Linked DNA regions of Mus musculus: region 1 is linked to region 2. A link is a contact called in public promoter capture Hi-C data. All regions are on one chromosome and are shown on one strand. Each heading gives the region's core, a stretch centred on a gene start, on an enhancer-like site or on the middle of the called end of the contact. The rest is flanking DNA. Distances are from core to core; before and after follow the strand shown. Region 1 overlaps Rmnd1 (required for meiotic nuclear division 1 homolog). Region 2 overlaps Akap12 (A kinase (PRKA) anchor protein (gravin) 12).

The links. Capture Hi-C pulls out chosen DNA fragments and counts their contacts.
Region 1: a contact with region 2 is called in a promoter capture Hi-C map of adipose tissue. The contact joins two enhancer-like sites. A contact is called at or near these places in 2 of 115 datasets of contacts at active chromatin or transcription factors (embryonic stem cells and pancreatic cancer cells) and 2 of 9 other capture datasets (adipose tissue and liver).

The regions. Positions count from the first base shown.
Region 1 is chr10:4,403,522-4,408,625 of GRCm38.p6, reverse strand. Rmnd1 (required for meiotic nuclear division 1 homolog) reads left to right here. Exons shown (of 13, transcript NM_025343.6): 11 at 701-821; 12 at 4,636-4,752. Among named protein-coding and RNA genes, the nearest start is that of Zbtb2, 18 kb to the right of the region's middle. Within about 2 kb of position 2,920, at least 34 of the 459 cell types and tissues checked have an H3K27ac peak or open chromatin away from gene starts, as enhancers often do. A contact at or near this core is called in adipose tissue, where this site is marked.
Region 2 is chr10:4,332,850-4,337,837 of GRCm38.p6, reverse strand. The region is part of intron 2 of Akap12 (A kinase (PRKA) anchor protein (gravin) 12); the gene reads right to left. Among named protein-coding and RNA genes, the nearest start is that of Gm40592, 25 kb to the right of the region's middle. Within about 2 kb of position 3,372, at least 264 of the 459 cell types and tissues checked have an H3K27ac peak or open chromatin away from gene starts, as enhancers often do. A contact at or near this core is called in adipose tissue, where this site is marked.

The sequences.
Region 1 (5,104 bases), core at 1,671-4,170, 71 kb before region 2:
GCTTACTGGCTTGCTTCCCCTGGGTTGTTCAGCCTGCTTTCTTATAGAACTCAGGACACCAGTCCAGGAATGGCATCACCCACCATGGGCTAGACCCACGCTGCTTGATCACTAGTTGAGAAAATGCCTTCCAGCTGGATCTCATGGGCATTTTCTCAACCGAGGCTCTTTCCTCTCTTTAGCTTGTGTCAAGTTGACACACAAAACCAGCAAGTGTGCTGTGCAGCATCAATTTTAAAGTAAGCTCAGACATCTGACACAAAAGGATAGGTAAAAATTAAGTCAGCCAGTGCGGTAGCACACACAAACCTTAATGTTCTTAATACACTAGAGACTGAAGCTGCCAATGCCAAGCTAGCCTGAGCTACATAGTAAGTTCCAGGCCAGGCTAACCTACAAAGCTAGCAGAAAGGGACCTAGTGTATTTTTGCCTGTCTTGTGGTTGCGTAACGACTGAAAGGATATAGAGGGACCTTAAAGGTGGTCAATGAGTGAGATAGGAGAGCTGCAGGTAAGAAAAGTGAGGCTTATTGTGTTACCTTATTTCATCCTGGTGTTGTTTTAGGGTACACAGGTACTTCCCCCATATTTTTTGAAGTTACTTTTAAGAGTGCTCACATGACACTATGAAAATATGGGCTAAATAGTAGCTGATATTTAATTCACCATAAATAAGCTAAGCTGTCCTTTTTTTATTTAGGCACCGAATAAACCTGAGCTCAGATTTCTTGATCACCCCTGACTTCTACTGGGACAGAGCAAACCTGGAAGAGCTTTATGACAAGACCTGCCAGTTCCTTAGCATCACGCGAAGAGTTAAGGTATGGTGCATGCCTATATTTCCAACACTCTGAAGGCAGAAGCAGGCCAGAGTTCCAGGACAGCCAGGGCTACACTTGGGCAGGGTTTCTGCTACAATTAGTATAGCTGAAATTTTCAGCATTTGGAGAAATACTCTTTGGATTACCAGTTCCTCGTGTCCTCTCTGCTGTCACTTTCCAGTCTCTCTTTCTCAGGAGACAGACAGGACAGTTGCTCTCAAGACCAAGCTGGACTAGAGATAAGAACCTGACAGCCTTGACCACCTGAAGGAAGGTATAAAACATAATGGTTACAAGAGGAGTTTTAGATACAAAATACCACACTGTAGCCCAGGCTGGCCTCAAGCCCCATGCTCCTCTTGTCCTAGCCCTAGTTCTTGGGTTACAGATGTGAGTCACATTTGGCTCCACTTCTCAGCTTTCTGTGTCAAAGGTTCACTCCTGAGAGTTCCCTGGTTTCAATGCTTGTTTCCTTGTTTGCTTGGAGAGTAGACATCTCACTGTACTGCCAGGCCGGCCTTGGACTTGGGAATCCTGCATCAGCCTCCCAAGTAGCTAAACATGATTTTTCCTTTGCATGTTACATGTGGTGTGATACTTGCTTGTGTTCATTGTATATATACATGTAGATGTGCACATGCCTTATAGACACTAGAGGGTAACTTCAGTCTTCCTCTGTAGTAGTTCCATATTCCAGATGTCTGAGACATTTGCTAATCCAGGTTGTCTGGACAGATGAAACAAGTATGGCTTTCCTGATTGGAGAGTACACAGGCTGAAGATGAAGATGTGAGGGAGAGACCAGAGTTGTGTGTCAATGAGGCCTCTCCAGCACTGGCATCAGCTAACTGCCGTACAGTTTCCCTAAAACTAGCAGCTGACAGCAGCTTTGTCCTAGTTTCCTGGGCCAGGGCCTCTCATAGAGCTGCAAGCAGTTGCGGCCTGCCTGCCTGGGAAGGACCGGCTTCCTGCCTTTTCACATGGCGGCTCATACACTAAGGTTTCAGCTCCTTACCACAGACGCTTCTGCACAGGGCACCTACTAACCATTGTGTACACGGTAAGGCAGTGCTAGAGAACACATGAGGCAGTGTCTCACTGCCTATTTACAGGCCCAGGCAACTCATCCTTTTTGCTGTGTTCTGTTTAAAACAAGTCGGGAGGCCTGCTGACTTTTTAGCAGCCTACTTCATAAACACTGACCTACATATCCGCATAAGACCCTGGCTACAGAGTGAGTTAGAAGCCAGCCTGGGTTCCATGAGACCCGGTCTCAAAAGGATGTTGATTCCCTAAGTATGGAGTGGCTGGCAGGCGAGTAGCGTGTTGCGGAGGGGTTAGTGAGCTGTGCGGGAGGAAGTGGTTCCGTGAGGTCTCTCAGACTAGGATGCTTAGAATAGGCGCATGCGATGCAAATGCTGTCTCCACTTCTGAAAATAAAGCCCCTTGTGACAAGCTTCTAGGTGCAGCCATACTGAAGTATTCTAGTTTCCCCTTTGATGTCTCTTGGTGTGCTTTGTTATAATAGTCATTACAATGAGATGGAGTATGACTGCCACCAAGATGTAGGCAGCTCCCCCTCTTAGAATTGGCCTGTTCCCACGTAAGCTTAATGAATTGGTCAGGATCTAGCCGTGAGCTCAGGGCTGTACACTGCTGCCTGCACCACCACCACGTTTCCTGACCTCTGCTCTCCCTTTCCTTGGAAATTCTTACTGGATTCATCTAGCTGCATTTCCCTTCCTGGGTCTCCAAGTGATCTCAGGCTCTCTGTACTGACATTCTTAGGTATCCACTAAACCAGCAGTTAGTCTCCTGAGTCTGAAACTGCTTTGGCTTAGGCTAATCCAGCTTTGAACTAAAGAAAACTTAAGTTTAATCATCAAGGGACTTCTTGTTTCAAGATGGGGTCAGTGTAGCTCTGGCTGGCCAAGAACTTGCTATGTAGATCATGCTGGCTCTAGATTCTGAAATCTGCCGCCTGCCTTTGCTCCAGGACTGAGATTTCACAATATTCACCTCCAGGAATGCTCCTTATCTGTCTTATGTGTGTCTGTGCGGAGTCACAGGCAGCTGTGAACTGCTGATAGGAGTTCTGGGGAGCAGCCTGGGTGTCCTCTGCAGGAGCAGTCACACTCCTACCGCTGAGCTCTCTCGAGGCCCCAGGAGTCTTTAACGTTGTTACAGGAACACTGCACAGATTGCTGTTAAAGCAGTAAAGTTGGGGAGGAGCATGCTCTCTGTGCTGTGTACAGTTGAAATGGAGAGAGGATCTTAAAAGATGAGCACACCAGAGGCCAAGACTAAGCAGTGGACAAAGACCACAAAGGACCGCAGTGCCACCCTGACATTTATAGGTTAGAAGCTACAATGTGATTCTATCAACCGCTGTGTTCTGTGTGTTGACCCTAATTGGTAAAGCAGTTAAATGCTCTGTGCCAAACCCTGAATATGACCTGCTATGATGCTACATACTGGAAATCTGGATGCTACACCATGGAATCCCTGCCTAGACTGCTGCTCATACTGGCCAAACCTGCACTCACTAACTATAAATGTTCCGACTTTACAGCTTTCAGAAGTGCACAGGTTCTAAGAAGGTAGATAGCTACACTCACATCCAGGTTTAAAGTCAGATGCTATTTGGTGCAACTCCCATCCATACCCCACTCCAGCTTATCCAAGGCGTCATAACCGAGAACCTTTGCCAGTTCAGCTAGTGATGGTGCCATCTAGTGGTGAGTTTCTGTTACAGGTACTACATGTTTGAGTAAAAAGCCTTATTAGCTTAGCCCCTGTGCCAAATCAGTCTTTTTTTTTTTTTTTTTTTTTTTTTAAGATCATATTAAAGGCAGGTTTATTGGGAATTGAGGCCAGGAGGAGTTGCCATTGGGAGGGATGGGGGACAGAGAAAGAGAGAAAGGGTATGAGCATAGAGAAAAGAGAGAGAGGAAAAGTGCCAAATCAGTCTTTGTCATGCTTAATAAAGTTTCTTGTTCCCGTAACAAAATGCTATTTCTTAAACATCCATCAGTCATGGATTAGTATGCAGGGTTTCTTTTTAAACTGCAATACAAAGGGACCAAGAAATAAAACTGACCTGGTAGTTTAGTTTGCCATCAAGCATGAAGCCTCAAGTTCAGTAGCCAGCACTGATTTCATGTGGTGGCCCATGGAATACCAGCATTCCTGGAGGTGGTAGCAAGAAGACTTAAGGCCACCCTAGGTTACATGAGACCCCATCTCAAAATAAGCGGGTGCGGAGATGGCTTGATTAGGAGTGTGTCCTGTACAGAGTTAAGATCCCAGCATCTGCCGGGCAGTGGTGCTGCACGCCTTTAATCCCAGCACTCAGGAGGCAGGCAAAGTTTGAGTCCAGCCTGGTATACAGAGGGAGCTCCAGGGAAGCCAGGGCTGTACAGAGAAACTCTCTCAAAAGAACAGATCGGGGCTGGGTATGGTGGCGCACGCCTTTAATCCCAGCACTCAGGAGGCAGAGGCAGGCAGATTTCTGAGTTCCAGGACAGCTAGGGCTACACAGAGAAACCCTGTCTTGAAAAACCAAAAAAAAAAAAAAAACAAACCAGATCCCAGCACCCATATAGCTCGCTCACAAACGCTTAGTACAAGCTGGCCCCACAGGCATCTATGCACATGTACATTCATAAACATACACAATAAAACAAAACTGCATTACAAAAAGGTTTCTAGATGGAGTCATTAAACACCCTTTGCTAACCGCTGGTCATCTTAGAGGACTAAGCATAAGAATTTGATGACCTAGCATATCTTACCTGTTTTCTCTTTCTTGCAGGTCATGAATGAAAAACTGCAGCACTGCATGGAACTAACAGACCTAATGCGGAATCACCTCAATGAGAAGCGAGCACTCCGCTTGGAGTGGATGATCGTCATCCTCATCACCATTGAGGTCAGCAGCAGCCCCGCCCGGGCTCTACTCCCAAGTACTTGCATCGGATGACTAGGCTAGTGTGCAAATGCAGTAAGTGAGGTCCCGAGTTTTAAAGACGGCATTGGCTCCTTTTCATTAGTTTGCCACGTGGAGCCTAACACCTACTCGGCTACCTGAGCCTCAGCCCTGCAGTCTTGTGAGAAGGCAGGGCCACATCACTAACCGCAGTCTTCAGTCAATGGCCTTCACTGCTATGCTGTTACTTATGTCAGCCTGACACAGTGAAGAATCACCAGGGGTTTGTGGACCAAGGAAAGCCCCTTTTTTCTTAGAAAATGAAATTCAGTTCTACCACAAGAAGTAGTAACTC
Region 2 (4,988 bases), core at 2,123-4,622:
TTTCTAGTTTCTATGCCCAGTTAATGCTAATGGAGGCCCAGAATGACGTTGCCACGTGCTGTGGGGCAATCCCTCAGATCCTAACTCAGCGTGTACGGCCTAAACCTCATATCTCATATGTCTGTGTGAGCTGGAAGAGAGGCGATAGAAAATGTCTTTAAGATTTCTCCTGCTTTTAGAACTAAAAACATGGGGCTGGAGAGATGGCTCAGTGGCTAGGAGCACTGACTGCTCTTCCAGAGGTCCTGAGTTCAATTCCCAGAAACCACATGGTGGCTCACAACCATCTGCAACGGGATCCTATGCCCCCTTCTGGTGTGACAGTGTACCCACATACATAAAATAAGTAAAGAAATTTTTAAAAAGGGAAGAAAGAAAGGAAGAAAAACAACAGAGTTCCACGTAGTTGCTATACACACTCCATCATCTTGCCTGCATTTAAGAAGTGAGAGCACCAGGCTCCTTCTCCAATGCTACAAAAACTCTCTTCCCTTTTATTTAAACAAGCAGTTTAGAAGCCTTCACTGCTTTTAAGATTCTGAACAACTGTCTGTCTGAGTCAGGGTTAGTCTGTGTAGCCTTGGCTAAGTGGTTCTAGAATTAGCTTTATACATCAGGCTGGCCTCAAACTCAGAGATCTGCCTGCCTGCCTTGGCCTCCTGAGTGCTGGGATGGAAGGGTCACATCACCACGCCCAGCTCTGACCTACTCCTCTTACCCCCCCACCCCCCACAGGGTTTCTCTATATAGCTGTGGCTGTCCTGGAACTCACTTTGTAGACCAGGCTGGCCTTGAACTCAGAAATCCACCTGCCTCTGCTTCCCAAGTGCTGGGATGGGCATGCGCCACCACACCTGGCTCTGACCAACTTCTTAATGGCTACTAAGAATACATCTTCCTTAATCAGTTAACTTACAAAAAAAAACAAAAAACAAAAAACAAAAACAAAAAAAAACCTCAAAAAACCAAAAAATCAAAAGCATAAACACAAAGACACCGAGATTCTCTTTGAAGAAGCTGCTTGCCCTGTAGCTGCCCAGTTCTTTTCTGTTTCTCCCTAGTTTATCTTTTTTTTTTTTTTTTTTTTTTTTTTTTTGAGATGAGGTATCATTAATCCCAGCCAGGCTTTGAATTCCTGATTCTCCTTCCAGATTCAGGCATGCTAGCAAACATTTTACCAACTGAGCTATACCTCCAACCCCTTGCCATTAAAGATTTGTGCTCTTTCTTTCTTTCTTTCATTATTCTTTCATTATTTCCTCCTTTCTTTTGAGGCAGAGTTACTCCATGTCACACCAGGCTTCCTACACCTCTCTATTATAGACCAGACTGGTCTTGAACCCATGGAGCGCAGCTAGCCTCCTCCCCGAGTGCTGAATCCTGCACCAGCACGTCTAGTCTCTTGTGCAGTTTCTGATTACTGGCAAAAAGTATAAAACCAGGCAACACTGTCCATATGCACAGTGTGAAGTATAATCTAGAAAGCCATAGATCCAACCACTTAATAGTACCTTAAAAACTGAACGGTTCTTCTAAATACTCTGCCTGTGGCTCCACTGGGATTACCCGCTGGAACCCCCTCCTTCCCACAAGAAACTGAGCACGAGACAAATTAATAAAAAATGGAATACACAACACCTTATACACACACACACACAAAAAAAATGCCAGGAGAGAGGGAGATCTCAGAGGACCCATTCAAAGTGTTGTTCATCCATCCATCCATCCATGCAGACACCCTGACTCGGGCTGGAGAGAGGGTGCAGCAGTTAAGAGAATAAGAGAATAGACAACTCTTTCTGAGGCCAGAAGTTCAGTTCCCAACTAAAACTATAAGCTGTAACTATAGGCTCTAGGGGAATCCAACATCTCTGACTCTGGAGGGCACCTGTACTCATACACGGACTGACTGGCACACACATATACACATTATCACAAACAAATCTTAAAGAAAACACCTAATGAACTTGGAAGAAGAATGCTATTCATTTTTTTAAAACGTCTTTAATTTGTAGGTTTCATAAATGTCCACCCTGGCCAGCAGTAGAAAGACTAGAGACATGACAGATGGGACAGACTATGAAAGAGCCCTCGGCATAAACAAGCTAAACTATAGGAAGTGAGAGATATTTTTAGCTCTGCTAAACTTTTGAAGTCATTTAAAATTCCACAGGGAGACACGGCTTTGGGGGGAAGAGTCACACAGAGAAAAAATATGGAAGCCCTGGAAAGTCTACGCCCCACTTTGAGACAACAGATTTGGCAGCATTCATCTTAAATATTTAAATCGGAGCCACTTTTGTAAATGTAAGTTAGCAAGTGGAGTTTAATTTTCTAAGAGCGTAAACGGGAAAGTGAGCGTAAACACGCACTCTCCTATATAGCCAGTCTCAGACTATCTATCAAACGCCAAGTTAGTGGATTTGCAAATGCATTCTGAACGCCTGGCGTAGACTGCCCACTTCTAGAAGTTGGCATAACATTACAACTCACACAAGTAGAGTCCTAGAAAACAAGCATGGGAAAAATAATTATTTTCACTACCTTTTTTTTTTTTTTTTTTTTTTTTTTTACTAATACTTAAATGGCATTTCTTCCCTTAGGTTTAGTAACTATGTATTATGTATTAGTATTATGGCTAATACTAACCACGTATGACAGAACTAAACTAAAATATTAGCCTGATACACGACTTCACTCAACGTTCTTATTTAATGAGCTCTAGGAAGCACTGAACGCTTACAATTTCTCAGACATAGGAACTTTTAAAATTAGACTAGGGCAGGTTATCCACAGTGAATCTGATGCTGATTCAACTCGCTAGCTGCTGTGGCTTCTCTCAACAGCACAGCCCCCACTTCTCTAAGGGGACCGGATAAGGCTCCCAACCAGATGCATTGTCCCGTGAGCGCTTCCAGGAAGATTTTGGTTTAAATAAAAATAAAATGTGCGGTTCATTGGTTTCCGAGGGGCTATGGAATGCTCTCCATATTCAATTATCTCTCCCTACACCGGTGAAAGTGTAGGGAGAGATAATTGAAAGCTAATAAAATTCCAGCCACACGGCTCACCTCTTGAGACTCTTCTTCCAGAGTCACATCAGCAGGAAGAAGAGTCACCAGTCTTACCTGTGATGGTAATAGTCCCCAGCATATTTAGTTACAGTTTTCGGCCTCTTACGGCAGGAAGTCTCCTTCTCCTCTGTCTACTCCCGGCTAACCAGTGAGATGAAAAGGAATGCAGTCCTCAGAGCATCAAGGAAGCTCTCCAGCCCTGGAGGTGCAGCAATGCGCACTGGAGAAGCGCTTCTCTGGCTAATTATAGGACGGCCCCGCCCACGCCGTAGGCCCCGCCCACAGCCAGCCAGCCCACACCTCTGTCCGGACTTGGCTGCACCACCCGGGGAAGTCACGTGCCCCATTTTACAGGGCTGGTCTCTGTGCCTGGTCTGTCGCGACCCAGGAGAAAGTTTTAAGTCTCTGGGGTGAGCCAGACCCCGAGCATCAATATTTGATCCAAGCGGTGACTTCATCCCTGGCACCGACTCCTGCATCTCAAACTTTTAAAATTATGTAAAGGCAATAACTGCACAGATATTAAATTCTCCGATTTTTAACGCCATTTTTAAAGGTGGATGAGGTGCAAAGCGGCATTTCCTTTTTAAAGCCCATAGTATGTTGCCAACCGTTTCCTACACTCCGGTCAGCGTAAAGACCCACAACTCTCTGCGATCCCAGGCCTTTTGCAAAGGGTTGTCACAAAGCGAACTATCTTTAGCATTTAACCGAGACAACTTTCTAAAAAGCAGAAATATCTGACCTTTGGGTCTCTCTACTTTTCGTGGTAGAAATGAGCTAAACATTGGGTTGAAACTTCACCAACACTCTCCTCCTGTTACAAGCGTATAGCAAATAAAACAGCTGCATTAAAAATCCAGGCAGCCCAATATTTCTTTTCTGTTAATCTTGAGATTGTTTCTCTACAAAGACACAAGTAATAAATGAGCTGGATCTTCAGTTAGGATAGGTCCAACTGGCCTGTTGGAGCGAACCACCTCTCCCCACCCCAAAATAAAAGGTTATATTATTGCTCTTCTCGTCAGACTTGAAGGCCTTGTTCATGACTACTTAGGGAACTGGAGCGGGGAGATCGGTGCGGGAAAAAGAGTAGACAGAGACAAGCGACATAAAAAGGGGATTAAAAAAATTTTTTTTGAAAGAAAGATTTCAGACATCCACGATGGTTGCTGCTTCTTGCCACCAGGAGGCACAATGCACCACATTCCAGCCCAGAAAGAGCGAAAAAGGGACAACTCCTGGGCAATCAGACAATGGTTACACATATCAGCATTACAAAGATCCAGAAAGGCTTCCCAGCCAACGCCCAACCTGGCTTTGAGTCTCGGCAAGCCAGGCAATGGGTCTTATCCTGGTTGGTTAAGATCTGGGAGCAGACATTTGCCCTCTGCATTCCCAATAGGTGGGGTTTCAGACAACCCAGACATCTCTCTTCCCACCATCTATTCCCTGTGTGTAGATCATGGATAAGAAGCCCTATATGCAGGGTCAGTGGTCCACATTAAACTAGACACTTCCCCCACAGTGTCCCAGGATCCCTGAAGGCCCAGGGAACTAAGAATACAGAACCACTTCCCAGTATTCAGTTGTAGACAGCACATGGCAGTCACCCCACTCCTCTGTGGATTCGGGTTTACATAACTGCATCACCAACACCTTCCCTTCTGACCCCAAATTCTAACAACAGCGACGCCACTTTGATAGCTAAGGGGAAAATTCACCAGATACAAAGCAGACAAAACACTCTTTTAAGAAAAGGCTAAGTAAGGCAAGATCTTTGCTTTCATAACACAGGTGACAATACACTCCTCAAATGAGGTTCAAAGTGAGGCAGCTAAGGCTCAAAGACAGCACAATGGATGCTGTGCTAGAGGCTGACCCTCCCAGCACACAGTTATCTGGAATCACTAC